Linked DNA regions of Mus musculus: region 2 is linked to region 1. A link is a contact called in public ChIA-PET data. All regions are on one chromosome and are shown on one strand. Each heading gives the region's core, a stretch centred on a gene start, on an enhancer-like site or on the middle of the called end of the contact. The rest is flanking DNA. Distances are from core to core; before and after follow the strand shown. Region 1 holds the start of Slfn1 (schlafen 1). Region 2 holds the start of Slfn5 (schlafen 5).

Region 1 (6,234 bases), core at 1,040-3,539:
TGGTCAGTGCCCTTCCTCAGGATTTCCAGAGCCAAAGTATGCTGCTCTACCTGGCGGTGCAGGGCTGGCTTCCCTCCATGGTCTCCTAGATGTTTCAACCCAAGTTTAAGGTTTATATATGAATACTCCTCTATGCTGGCCCATTTGTGCAATAATGTTCACGATTTCACTCTGGTGACTTCTAGGAGGTCACTTGGTTTTCCTTCTAACCTTCAGACCTGTATCACTCTCCAGTAAGGAATACTCCCTGTGGTGATGTTATTCAAGGGCCTCACAGGATTCTCCAGTCTGGCCCTGGATACTCAGATCTTGAACTTATAAGATCAAGCACCACACCTTAATCTGCATAACTGGAATGCTGCCTATGGAGCTAGATGCTGCTGCTGCTACTGTCAAGATGCCCGATGTCCACAGAGATGTCTGATGACCTCAGTGGCTCAGCAGGTTCCCAACAAGCCTTTAGTGGCATGAAAGAGCATAATCATCATAACCAACTCATTTTGGGTGTACAATCACCCCCAAAGTTTGCCAGTCAATCACCCACTCCCCCTCCTCTCAAGGATCTCCGGGATAGCGCTGTTGTCTTCTCTGACCAATGCTTTCTAAGATGAAGAGGTGATCCTTCTGGCATCTGATACACAGCTCCTGCTGTTGAGTAGACAGAACTGGAGGATCTGGAATATTCATGTTTGCTTGTGTTTAAATTGTTTTTAGCCAACACATAAAATAGTGTACTGGTTACAGCTTCCCACACAATGCCATTGTACTGACAGTCACCTCCCCTTTTTCCTCCCCTCTTCTTCCTCTTCTCTTCTGATGGTTACCTTACTCATCCCACAGTCGCCCTCTGGTGTCCATGAATATACGTGTATATACAGATCTGGATTTTGCAAATTAGAGAAACATGCAATATTTGTCATTTGTGGCTACTCCAGCTTCTCTCATTTCTTTTTCCTCCTCCCTTTAGATACCTTCTTCAAGCAACAGTGTGAAATTCCATAGAGGTGAGATGCTAGGCATATTTGCATTTCCAGGTCATTTTCTTCAGCACAGTGAGTGTTTCCTCTTCACTTCTGTTTTCATTCCTGGAAAGGACATGATTTCACTTTTCTTTACATCTGAATGGCATTTCACTATGCATGTATGAGTATGCATATACCACATAAGTAAAGCATTCATACCAGTATATATTTTGCAACATCTGAGATTCTACTGAAACTTCAAGGATTCTAGAAAATGAGAAATTCTGATGAGTCAAGTGTTGTAAGGTCCAAAACTTGCAATGATGTCCAATAGGTGTGCAAGGGCACTGGATACAAGTTTGTGTTGGCAGATCAAGTTTAGGTTCGAGGTCTTAGGCACCATTTCCTTCTGAGGTCCCAGAAGCTCAGGAACATAAGAGTGGCGGGAAAGTCCAGAAGATAACAGAATGAATGTGGCATTGTCCTAACAACAGTATGTCACAAAAGATCCAAACCCAACTGCAACAAATTAACATTCATACTTATAGGTGTTAAGGTGGGGTAGGAAGTAGGGCATCTTGTTACTGATCCATTTCCCTTGAACTGGGGTGTCTTGAGTAAGGGTGCTGGAGTCACCCCCAGTCTCCACACCTGCCTGAGGCTGATGGTGGAGAGGCACCCACAGCTGGGTTTCTGAGGGACCTCTGCTGCTCCCTTGCCTCCTCGCTCCTATCACTTTTCCCAGGCTTGTCCTTTCTGCTCACTCCCTTCATTTTCTCTCCTCTCAACTCTACAGCCTTGTCTTTCTTCTCATAGCTGGCTTTTTGGATCTAAAATGCACTGAGCCAGGGAAACTTATATTACCAAAATTATCAAAAGAGAGGGCACAAAGAAAGAGCTGGTGAGTCTTGTCCGCTTGGGTTGCCCTTGGAACCTCCCATAGAAACCCATCTTCCCAAAGAGTTAGGAGATGCAGCTTGCACCTTGTGAGCCAGCATCCTACTCTGCCTCCCCTGGCTCAGCTTCCCTCTCCAATCATCTTCCTCCCTGGAGAGGCTTCAACAGGTGCTCATGCTGTGCCTAGTGTCACCTGCTCTTCTGAGGGTCAGGACAGCAGCAGCCGCAGCTTTGCCCTGGGGATTTGAGTGACGCTGTAAAGGTTAAGTTCAAAAGTCTAGAAGCCTTGTTCTTCAGTTCTGACAGGTGGAGTGGCAATCACAGAGGGGATGAAAGAGCTGAAGGAGATGTCTCACACTTCCTGGAGTGACATCAACCAATGAAACCGGGGTTCTCCAAAACTGAAATCGGGACCTAGAGAGGATGAAACAGTGCAATCCACTAAGGTCGGTCAAGACAAAAGCCGAGAGCAACCACAGGCACTGTAGCTCATCCCTCAAATCCAAGTGCTGAGAAGGACTTCTGGAGACAGCCACCACTCCCACTGCTGTGGGTGTCTCAAGCTTTTGCCTTACTTCCTCTGGCCCGCAAGTGTCCACAGCACAGCTAGCTCACAGCTAGCTCGCAGTTGACTTCAAGCAGCTGAGGGAACGTGCTCAGTAGAGCAGCTTAGGTAAGTGAGCCATCCTCCATGGCCGCCGCCTCTGTCGCAACCTCTCTGTCCCAGTGCCTACCAAGAATGCATTCTGCGGGCTGTGGGATGATGTGGGGCTGCCAGTACAACCCAGAGCTCTAAGGACAACCCTGGCTGCTTTGGTGCTTCTCTAGGAACTCTGGCTCCTTGGGACCTTCATAGCCTCCATCACTGGCTGAGGAGGACTTAGATACTAGGGGAGTGTGGGATGAGAGAAAAATCCCTCCCTCGGTCTGCGTAGATTGGGCTACTTACAGATCCAGATAGAAGGTTCTGAAATAATCCAAGAGGGTGTATGAAGTAGGAGTTACTGAGGCAAGCCCCTCTGAAGGTGCTCCATCTTCTTGAAGACATGACCCTGTGGAAAGGTATGGGGAAATTGCCCTTAAACAATGAAGAACTCCACTCTGGAACTAAGTAGATCTAAGAACCTCAGACCCTGGAGGTTTTTCCCTAGAAAACAAGAGCATTGCTCTCCCAAGCAAGAGGCAAAGCAGCATCCTAGCTGGAAATGCTCTACAGCTGTTTCTCAAGAGCTTTTCCCACTCTTGTGTCCTCATTCCGTGCCTTCCTACCAATTGGCATTGCTTACAGAAGTAGGGTTGCCTGCCTGATTGTCATCTGTTTTCCACCAAAGATAAAAACAGCAATTTTTTTTATTTCAGTGCTCAGAATTTTCTCCAGTGAACACTATAAAGAATTTTGAAAGAAACTACTAATATTTAAAACCAACTCATTGCTTCTGGGATATCAGGGAGTTTCGTGTAGGTATTAAAATTTGGTGAGCCTCAGAGTCCAGCTTAGTTGTTAAAGACCATTTTCTGGATAGATGCCCCCAGGGAGCATTTGAATCATAGAAATGTTTTTTGTAGTCACAGGTGTTGTATTGAGATAGACCAGGTCCCAGGCTATCCCACAGACTCTCTATAAATGATTCCACTGCAGTTCTCCTGAGTTCCAAATTTGCCAGTGAATATGCATCCTCCATCAGCACATTAATGTGAGATGTGGATCCTGTTGTTGTTGGGGAGTGAACCAGGGGTGCTGTCTTGGGACAGGACCTGATTAAGGTAGCGCTGGATGGGAAGGGCAGGGAGGGAATAAGTAGCAGAGACTGCTTTCAGCGCATAGAAGAGGGTGGGGCTGCACGTTCCATCTGGGCAGAAATGAAAGTGCTTTTCATGTAAACTTACTAGAGTTTCAGTTTTGTTTTTGTCTGGCTTTCATGTCTCCTCCCTACTTATACCCCCTACCTCCATACCTACCCAGCAAGGAGACTGTAGCAGAAAGATCTTGCCCAGAATATCTTCCAGGTTGTTTTCCAACTCAACTCTGCAAGAGCTGAGATGACAGGTTTGCACCACCTCCTTGGCTCCCTGCTTCCTTTTGCAGTGATGGTGAACATGTCTCCAGGCAATCCATCAGCAAAAATGGTCTCAACTCTGGAGCAGCCCTCCCATGGAAGAAGGAGGAGCCAAGCAACACTAACTAGCTATAATAAGGAAAAGAAATATAGGCAAGACATAAATAGATCACTCTGTCTCTCTTTTGTCTCTCTATGTGTTTTGTGTCTCTGTCTTCCTGTGTCTCTTTGTCTCTGTCCTTCTCTGTCTCTGTCTCTCTCTTTCTCTGTCTGTCTCTCTCTGTCTCTGTCTCTCTGTCTTTGTCTCTGTCTCGCTGTCTCTCTGCCTCCCCACCCCCACCCTGCTTTCTTTTCACCAAGTCTACTGAACTGTAAAGTTACGCACAAGTGCAAGTGATTGTCTTGGGCTAGCTTCACTGGCGTTCCCCTGCCCAAATCAGGTCTTCTGCCTCAGCCTCGCTTCTGGAATGTCTTGTGATCAGGTTCAAATGCTTTCTCCCTGGGTCCTCTTTGAATGAAGATCTCTCAAGAAGGCAGCTTTGTCCTTGCTCTGCTCTGAGTTTCTAGGTAGCCCTGAGGAATGCTGGGTCTATTGCTGTCTGTTCCTGGGTTGCAGTCATGGTGTCCTCTCCTTATGGCACTAGACAGAAGCCTGTAGGCTTGCCCATGATAAATCTGGTGGGGAAGAGTCTGATGTCATCCTCCAGAGAAGAATTTGCTTGTTCATTTCCAAATTCTTAGGTGTTTCATCTCCTCTGTATGACCGAGTAATTCTGATTTTAGAAGCTAGCTCTCCAAGCATAGAGCTGTTTATGCTTAGATGGTTTTAGCTGTTTTACATACTACAGGCAGGAGGTCAGTACAACCTTCTGTTTTAGCCTAAGTCTTCATTTCCAGAAATTCCAACCCTTTCATCCCATGATTTTGCTCCTTCGGGGGTTCCATTTCAAGTTTTGTGGAGTCTGGCTCCATTCTGTCTACCTGTCCTGGCCTCCCATGTGCCTTCCCCCCATTCCTGCAGATCTTTATAGATTCCTGAAACATACTGTATCTGGGACTGCCATGAGGGAACTCTTGGACTTACTGAAAATCTGATGTGATTAGCATACTCAAGCCCCAGTCATTCTGAGGCATGTTAGTAAGACATTTACAGTAATAATTTGAAAGCTGCATGGGTGACTCTCTCGGTAACACAGTAATACTACATACGGGATTATCCATCAGGTAAAAGTCTTTTTTTAAGCACACTGTTGTTTTAATAAAAACTGATTGTGAATGATATGTGATCCCAAGGAAAAGCAAGACCAGGGATCTGTTTCCAGCACCCACCTGCAGGCTGATATCCAGTCCCAGGGAATCTGATGCTCTCTTCTGGCCTCTGTGACCACCATGCTCACATGGTGACAGACATGCATGTAGGCAAAACACCCATATGCCTAAAATAAAAATAAGAAAGATTCTAAGCAAACAGCAACAAGAAGAAGTAGTTGGCAAATGTCAAATCATGTCAGGTCGCAGTCTGTAGTGAAATGTATTCTGATATTTCTTAAAAGGATAGTACCAAGGTTGAGAGACACAGAGCCTGACGCTGTCTGCCTCATGACCTTCAGCCTGATGTAACAATTTGCCACAATCTTGGTGGGTTATGAAGAACAGATATTTGTTTCTCTCACTGTAGGTATAGAGGTGCAAATCAAGATGGTTTGGAATCTAGGGACAATCCTCTTCTCTTTGAAGACCACTAACATCTCCCTGAGGTGTGATGTAGCACAGAATGAGCTTAGCTGTCTGGAGGTCCTTTGTCCAGACCCTGGGGCCAGTTAGATGACATTGTCTTAGTGACTTAGAAACCTCCTAGCGTCCTCATCACCACCAGAGTAAAGAACTATATGACCTTTGAATAGAAACAAGCATTGGGTCACAATGCTTCTGCTTCATATGTAAGGACCTACCTCACTGTAAGGATGTGGGTGTCAAATAAGAATAGAGGACCACAGCCTGGTCCATCTTCTTCAAGGCTAATGGCCAAAGTGTGTGAATGAATTTATTCCCAGAAAAAAAGGAAGATCATTGACCTACTTTGTTTTTGTATGTTCCTAGATCCCCAATGGGCAATTTTGCCAGAGGTTTCCCCATAAAAGTAGACAACTGGTAGATGAACATCTAAAATTATTAAAAGAAAAATAAAAAGTAATAAATAAAATAATATTTTTTTTCTTCCAAGCAAACAAAACCCCAAAACATAGGCAAGTGGCTCTTGTGCTTTATTGTAAGAAAAGCAACGGAATCTGAGTTCCATAACATTGACTATTAGGAAG
Region 2 (6,234 bases), core at 2,034-4,533, 160 kb before region 1:
GCCTCCCAGGGTTAGCCCCTGAACATGGCATAACAAGTTACAATAAAACTAGGCACAAACCCTCCTATCAAGGCTAGGTGAGACAACCCAGGAGGAGGAAAAGGGTCCTGAGATCTGAGAGTGTCAAGAGATGTACACCCCCCCCCCCCACACACACACATACACACCTCAATCACACTGTGAGGAGTTCCACAAAAGCACCAGGTTAATCAGCCACAGCAAGTACTCAGAAGACCTCGCAAGGACAGATACAGGTTCTGTGATTGCTGCTTCAGTCTCTGTGAGCCCGGGTGAACCCGGCTTAGTTGATGTCTGTAGGCCATGTTCTCCTGGTGTCCTCAACCCCTCAGGCTCCTACAGTTTTTCCTCCCCCCTTTTCCGTGGGGCTCCCAGAGTTCCAAGGAAAGAGATCCGATGGAGATATCTCTCTGTCTAATCTTTTGGCTCCGATGACCATATCTTTATTTTAAGGTCAGTTGATTCATAGCCTCTGGTTCATCTGTTGTCTTAATTCTCCGCCAGGAAACATCACATGCTTTCCTGTTTGCTGGAGTAGGAAATGGCCGTCTTTGGAAAGAAAGTCACTTCTCTACGTGGTAACATTCATTCTCAGTAGGTGAAAAGTTGTCTGCTGGAGATTTGGAGGGTAAAGCCCAAACCTGGCAACCCCCAATAAACTGACTCAGCCACCCATCCTAAATACAACAATTAGAGAAATAAGTAGTAGTGACAAGCAGAGAAAGAGTTATTCAGTGTGGGAGGCCACACATCGGGGAGAGGATCAAACAAGGAGGCCCAGTGACCCACAAGTCCTTCTAGGCACTGATGTCAAGCTTAGAGTTAAACAGAAGCTGAGGGTGTGCAGAATTCAGTACTCCTGGTCAAGGTGTAGTCTTGCTAGTAAGTTGACCCATTGCTGTCTGGGTTCTGTCTGTCCTGCAAGTTGTCTGAGCTGTGGGAAAGCACTTCCAGAGAGTCAGTTCCTTCTCTAGCTGCCACCTCTCCTTTTCCCAGTGTGAGATTCCCCCAAGTAGTTTCCAAGCCCACTGTCTCAACTGACAATCCAAAGGGAGGGCACTCTCTAGAGAATTTTTTAAAACTACTTTTTAAAAAAAAATTATTATTATATGTAAGTACACTGTAGCTGACAGACCAGAAGAGGGTGTCATATCTCACTACGGATGGTTGTGAGCCACCATGTGGTTGCTGGTATTTGAACTCAGGACCTTTGGAAGAGCAGTCAGTGCTCTTACCCGCTGAGCCATCTCACCAGCCCCTCTAGAGAATTTTTGTTTCTGCTAAGGTGATTGCAATCTGAGGGAAAAGTGCAGAAAGAAAATTCCAAGCCTCTTCTGTTTTTCTGTTCCCCCAACAGAAAATTGAGACTTGGTTGAAGGACTAAGCTTCCTGAGAAGAGCCCTATCTACTGGGACAGGAAAAGAGTCAGGGCACTCTCGGACCTCAGTGTAGGTGCTCTGCAGGATAGGCTCTTCCTACATTAACTGTGCTATGTATTGTTCATTTAAACAGATGTTGATAAAACATCAATTTCCTCTCGAGACCGAGCTCGTTTTATTCCACTTTATCAAATGGCAAACATTGTAAGGAGCGTTGTAAGCATGTCTATGAAGAGTTTACTTTTAACTCGCTGTCAGGAATGGTTAAAGAGGCCTAGAGAGGTAGCTCAAATCTGAGTTTCATCTCTACAAACCGGGTGTTTGTAATCCCAGTGCCTGGAAGGCACAGAGGAAGCACTGGGTGCTTGCTGGCCCACCATCTTGGCCTATTTGGTGAGTTCAATGAAAGAGCCTGTCTCAAAACGAGGCAGAAGGTGTTTACAGAAGGGCAGATGAACTGTCTGTCCTCTGGCCTTCTTGTATAAACATGCATGTGCATGTATAGCTGTACATGTGTGTGTACCTGCACACACATGGACACATATGGAGAGTGAGAAATGTATCTTTGCTTAAAGGGGAATATTATATACCAGTTATCTGGATTTCAAAGAAGAAATGTAAAAAGGCTGACCAGGCTTTATGCTTCTGGCTGCTATGAAAGGGTGTGGTCGCCAGGTCCCAGTCCCCGTGCCTTCTCCACCCCCTCCCCCCATGAGTCACAAGGCTACAGAATCCAACATGAATCTCTCTGTGACACCCTTGGGCTTTTCTGGACTTACTGACTGCAGCCTCCAACTGTGTTGACTGCAGGAGAAGGGAAAGTGCTGGCAGCTGAGTCTCTAACTAATAGAGAGATTATTAATGGCTTTAAATCTCTTTAACAGCACCCCTCCCCCTTTCCGCTTCCTTTAGCTTGCTTCTTTAGTCTGTTGGGGAGGAGGGAACCTGATTTGTTCCCCCAGCTCCAGGGGTTCTGGGGGTATCCATGCCTGAGTTGTAAAGAGTTAAGAGAAATATGTACTCGCCAGAACATTAAGAAGCGCAAAGAAGGGCAGGAGAGGACAGTTGGCTCCAGGACTGGAGGAATGCTTAGGGTCGGGAAATCTAGGCTGGAGTTAGCCCCCTGGGAGCTCAGTCCTTTTCCGCCTCCACCCTCACTCCCAGTTGCAGCATATCCTGCTCTGGATCCTTTCGAACTACCCTGTCCCCCCCTTCAGCCCCCAAGCAGCAACTTGTTCTGCAGGAAACCGCGCCTGGAGGGTAAAGGTAGAGGAAAGCAGGGCGGGGGTGGGACGCGGGGGATATCAACAATCTGGAACGTTTGGGGAAGTGGAGATAAAGGAGGGCCAAAAAATGGGAATGGGTGGGTAGGGGAGTCGGGGGTGGGGGACTTTTGGGATAGCATTGGAAATGTAATTGAAGAAAATACGTAATAAAAAAAAAAAAAAGGAGGGCTTTAATTTTCTGCCTCTTGTTTTTCCAGGTGCCTCCACCGACCCATCATCCTGAAGATCGCTGTCCTTGGTAAGCTGAAGATCTTGCTGTGAGGATTCCAGCAGAAACCAGGGAAACTGAGGGACTTTCAGGCACCGAGGAGAGGGACCCTGGAGCAGTGGAGTCTGAAGGGTCCCGTGAAGGGTCAAGTAGGGTCGGGGAGGTTTGGGGGACATGGGATTGTGCCAGGTTTCCTTCCCTGAGTGGCCGTAAGAACTATTAACGCCCCTTCAAAGTGAAAAAGAAAAAAAAAAAAGCTCTTCTCTTTCTTAAAGTTAACTGAGGTTACTGGAAGCACTGGGGTTTCCTGGTCCATGGAACAGGACTGCTTTCTGCAGATTGCCCCGCCCCATGCGATGTCACTGCGCTCAGCTGATTTAAGGACAAGAGCACACAGGGTAGAGGTCTCCACTCTGGACCCAGGACATCAGCTCTGATTCCAGGAGACGGGGCGCCCTGCGGGCTGCGGAGGACAGACTCCGGCGGGTAACGGGTTCCTCTTAGTCTTTTGCACAAGTTTTTTTATCAGATCCAGGGTCATCAGGTTCCCCCGCGAGGTTGTGGGGAGGCAGGGTGCCGCGCCTGAATTCCAGAGTTCGCTTCCTATAACCTGTGGTAACATCCATGGATAGCCGGCTGGGAAGCATCTGGGGCCCATAGGCTTAGGCGGCAGAGGGCCGGAGGTGTTGAAGGCTTGGGAAGGGAAGTCCCGGGGAAGGTGGCCGAGTGAGGAGAGGGACCTATCTCGGGGAGGAGACGAGAAGTGTCCGGTCTATCACCAGAGTCACCTTTAAACCTCTGGCTTGGTGCCTACAGAGCCCAGTGTCTGTGATAACTGATAACGCGGTTAACAACAATTCAGTGGGCAGACCAAAGAAGCAGGTCTGCAAAGCATGATTCTGTGACTTTGTTTCCCTTTAAACAGGGTGGTTCTGAAAGCAGAAGTGGCAGGGGAAGTGATCAGAGAGATGAAAGCACTTGGTAGTAGCTCCTCAGGTCCTAGGGTTGGGGTGAGGTGGTTGCTCGTGGTTCAGAGGCAAGGCCCTAAGAGGAAGTGGGTGTACTGTCTGAAGTTCTCCAAAGCTGGGTTTGTCGTGCCTGGGAAATAGAAACTGATCCCTAATGTGTGTGTGTGTGTGTGTGTGTGTGTGTGTGTGTGTGTGTGTGTGTGTGTGTGGTGGGGAAGTGGGAGAGGGGAATAGGCAGGAACTGAGGGTTTCTGTGTCTGAACCTATGGCAGAGCAGTGACTTAGTGCCACAGCACGCTGAACCGGATGGAAGGGTTTAAATGCCAGAAGACATTTAAACTTTAAATGCCTCTATCTTTGTGAAAGTGAAAGAAGAGACTGACATGGCTGTGGATTTTCCAGATGGGATAGGAGTTCTGCCAATCAGAAAGCAGAACTCCATTTCTGAATTATTGACATAGCAGGAGGACTTTCAGGAGTCGCTGCTGGACCCAAAAGGCAGTCTCTACATTCTAATGTCTTTGTTGGTGAAAATATGAAACAAAACGAAAAACTACTCTCAAACTTCTCGAGGGTATTACTTCCTGCTCTTATGTAACTGCAAGGGAGGAGAGGAGGTGTCTTTTAAATTGTGCACAGTTTGTAAAGCCCACTGTTCTCCTCAGCACACAGTAGGTTTTCACTGAGAGGGCACTTGGTGGATCTAAGAAGTCTAGACTTATAACAAGCAAGGGAGAAGGAAAACAAAGATTAGAGGCATCTAAAAGTCTTAAAATGCCAGGTGAGACCCACACCCGTTAGTCCCAGCACTGGAAAGACAGTCGCAGGTGGATCTCCAGAAGTTCAAGACCAACCTGGTCTACATAGTGAGTTCTAGGTCACCCAGGGCTGCACAGTAAGACTTTTTCTTTAAAAAAGTCTCAAAGTGCAGACTTAGAGCCATTGGTTTTATCATAGATTTTGTTTCTACAGAAAAACAAAAACAAAAACAAACAAACAAACAAAAAAAACAACCAGCAGATGGTGGTTTCCGGCGGTGTTGGGGTGAAAACTCAGGGTCTCCTACTTGCAAGGAATGTTCTTTGGTTGGTGGTTGAGACTCTGAGAATCCCCAAGGGTCCAGATTAGTTGACTCTGTTGGCTTTTCTATAGAGTTCCTATTCCCTTAGGGGCTTCAATCCAAGAAGGGAAATTCTTATAGCCCACTGTGTTGAGTTTTTCTTTTCTATTTTTAAAAAAGCTCTATTTGTTTGGGGCTAGAGAAGTGGCAATTACGAGCACTGCTTATGATTGCAGAAGACCTGAGTTGATTCCTAGCTCTCCCAAGGCAGCTCACAGCCATCAGTAACTTCAGCTTTAGGGAATCTAACTCCCTCTCTGGCCTGCACAGACACCAGGCACACACATGCATACATGTGGACAGAATACCCAGATACATAGAGTAAAAATAAATGAAGTTTTAAAAGGATGTTATTATTTTCTTTTATGTGTCTTGGTGTTTAGTGTGCATGTATGTCTGTTGACTGTATGCATGCTGTGCCCTTGGAAGCCAGAAGAGGGTTTCAGATTCCAAGTTACAGACAGCTGTTATCCACCATGTGGGACTGGGATTTGAACTCAGGTCCTGTGGAAGAACAGCCAGTGTTCTTTCACTGAGCCATCTCTCCATCCCTTTCTTTCCTATATTATGCATTTAATGCCATGTATATGAAGTGTCTGCCTAACCCAAGGGAAAATGTTGAGAAAGAGACAGAGAGAATATGAATCTGACCACACACTCTGTAGCAACCAAGTCATAACCCCTGATTATTTAAAACTTGATTGGCTAATAACTGGCAGCTTCCCTGATTTCGCCTCTATTTCCTACTCAGGAAGCCAAATATGTTCTCTAAATTAATCACAGCCAAGCTTAGCAGACTTTTCAACTCTCCTTCCTGTGAGATCCAGCCAATGAACGTGATGGTGGTGGACTCTCTAGTTATAGTTAGCTCAGAACCAGTATCATGCTCTCAAGTGAGTGCTCTTAATAATACCCACAGTTTCCTGGAGGTTCCAGCAAGACACCATCTCACCACTTGCCGCTCTAGAGCTCAACCTTTGGCCAGGTGAGTACCCATCACGCCTCTTGTGCTTTGCAGATGGGGGCTTGTTGGTTCTGCACTGATGTGGTGAGCTGCGGCTCAGATAGATCTCTTGTATGAAGTTCTCAGCTACTCGCTTTCAGTTTGAGTTTTGTTAATGATTCTCACTTGAGGGCGGAGTCCTGGGTGGAGTCAGCCTATTCCTTTTTATCCCCTTCTCTCTTTCCTGTGCCCTATTAACCATCACAATGAGAGTTGCTGGGGAGAACTGGCCCTACAGACCAGCAACTTTGC

The links. ChIA-PET counts read pairs in DNA pulled down with a chosen protein or histone mark.
Region 2: an RNA polymerase II ChIA-PET map of memory CD8 T cells shows a contact between it and region 1, with 364 read pairs. The contact joins the promoter of Slfn5 here to the promoter of Slfn1 in region 1. A contact is called at or near these places in 12 of 39 promoter capture datasets (the 3T3-L1 cell line, the C10 cell line, the HPC-7 cell line and 8 more), 2 of 15 datasets of contacts at CTCF or cohesin (large pre-B cells and pro-B cells), 1 of 484 Hi-C or Micro-C datasets (bone marrow-derived macrophages), 10 of 115 datasets of contacts at active chromatin or transcription factors (the 230-238 cell line, CD8 T cells, the HPC-7 cell line and 6 more) and 4 of 9 other capture datasets (adipose tissue, liver, macrophages and 1 more).

The regions. Positions count from the first base shown.
Region 1 is chr11:83,114,531-83,120,764 of GRCm38.p6, forward strand. Slfn1 (schlafen 1) reads left to right here and starts at 2,290. Exons shown (of 2, transcript NM_011407.2): 1 at 2,290-2,532. It overlaps Gm51911 (a long non-coding RNA gene), which reads right to left and starts at 6,044. Exons shown (of 3, transcript XR_003949745.1): 1 at 3,819-6,044; 2 at 2,809-2,911; 3 at 197-2,273.
Region 2 is chr11:82,948,819-82,955,052 of GRCm38.p6, forward strand. Slfn5 (schlafen 5) reads left to right here and starts at 3,284. Exons shown (of 6, transcript NM_183201.4): 1 at 3,284-3,377; 2 at 5,899-5,964. The region is part of intron 1 of Slfn5os (schlafen 5, opposite strand); the gene reads right to left.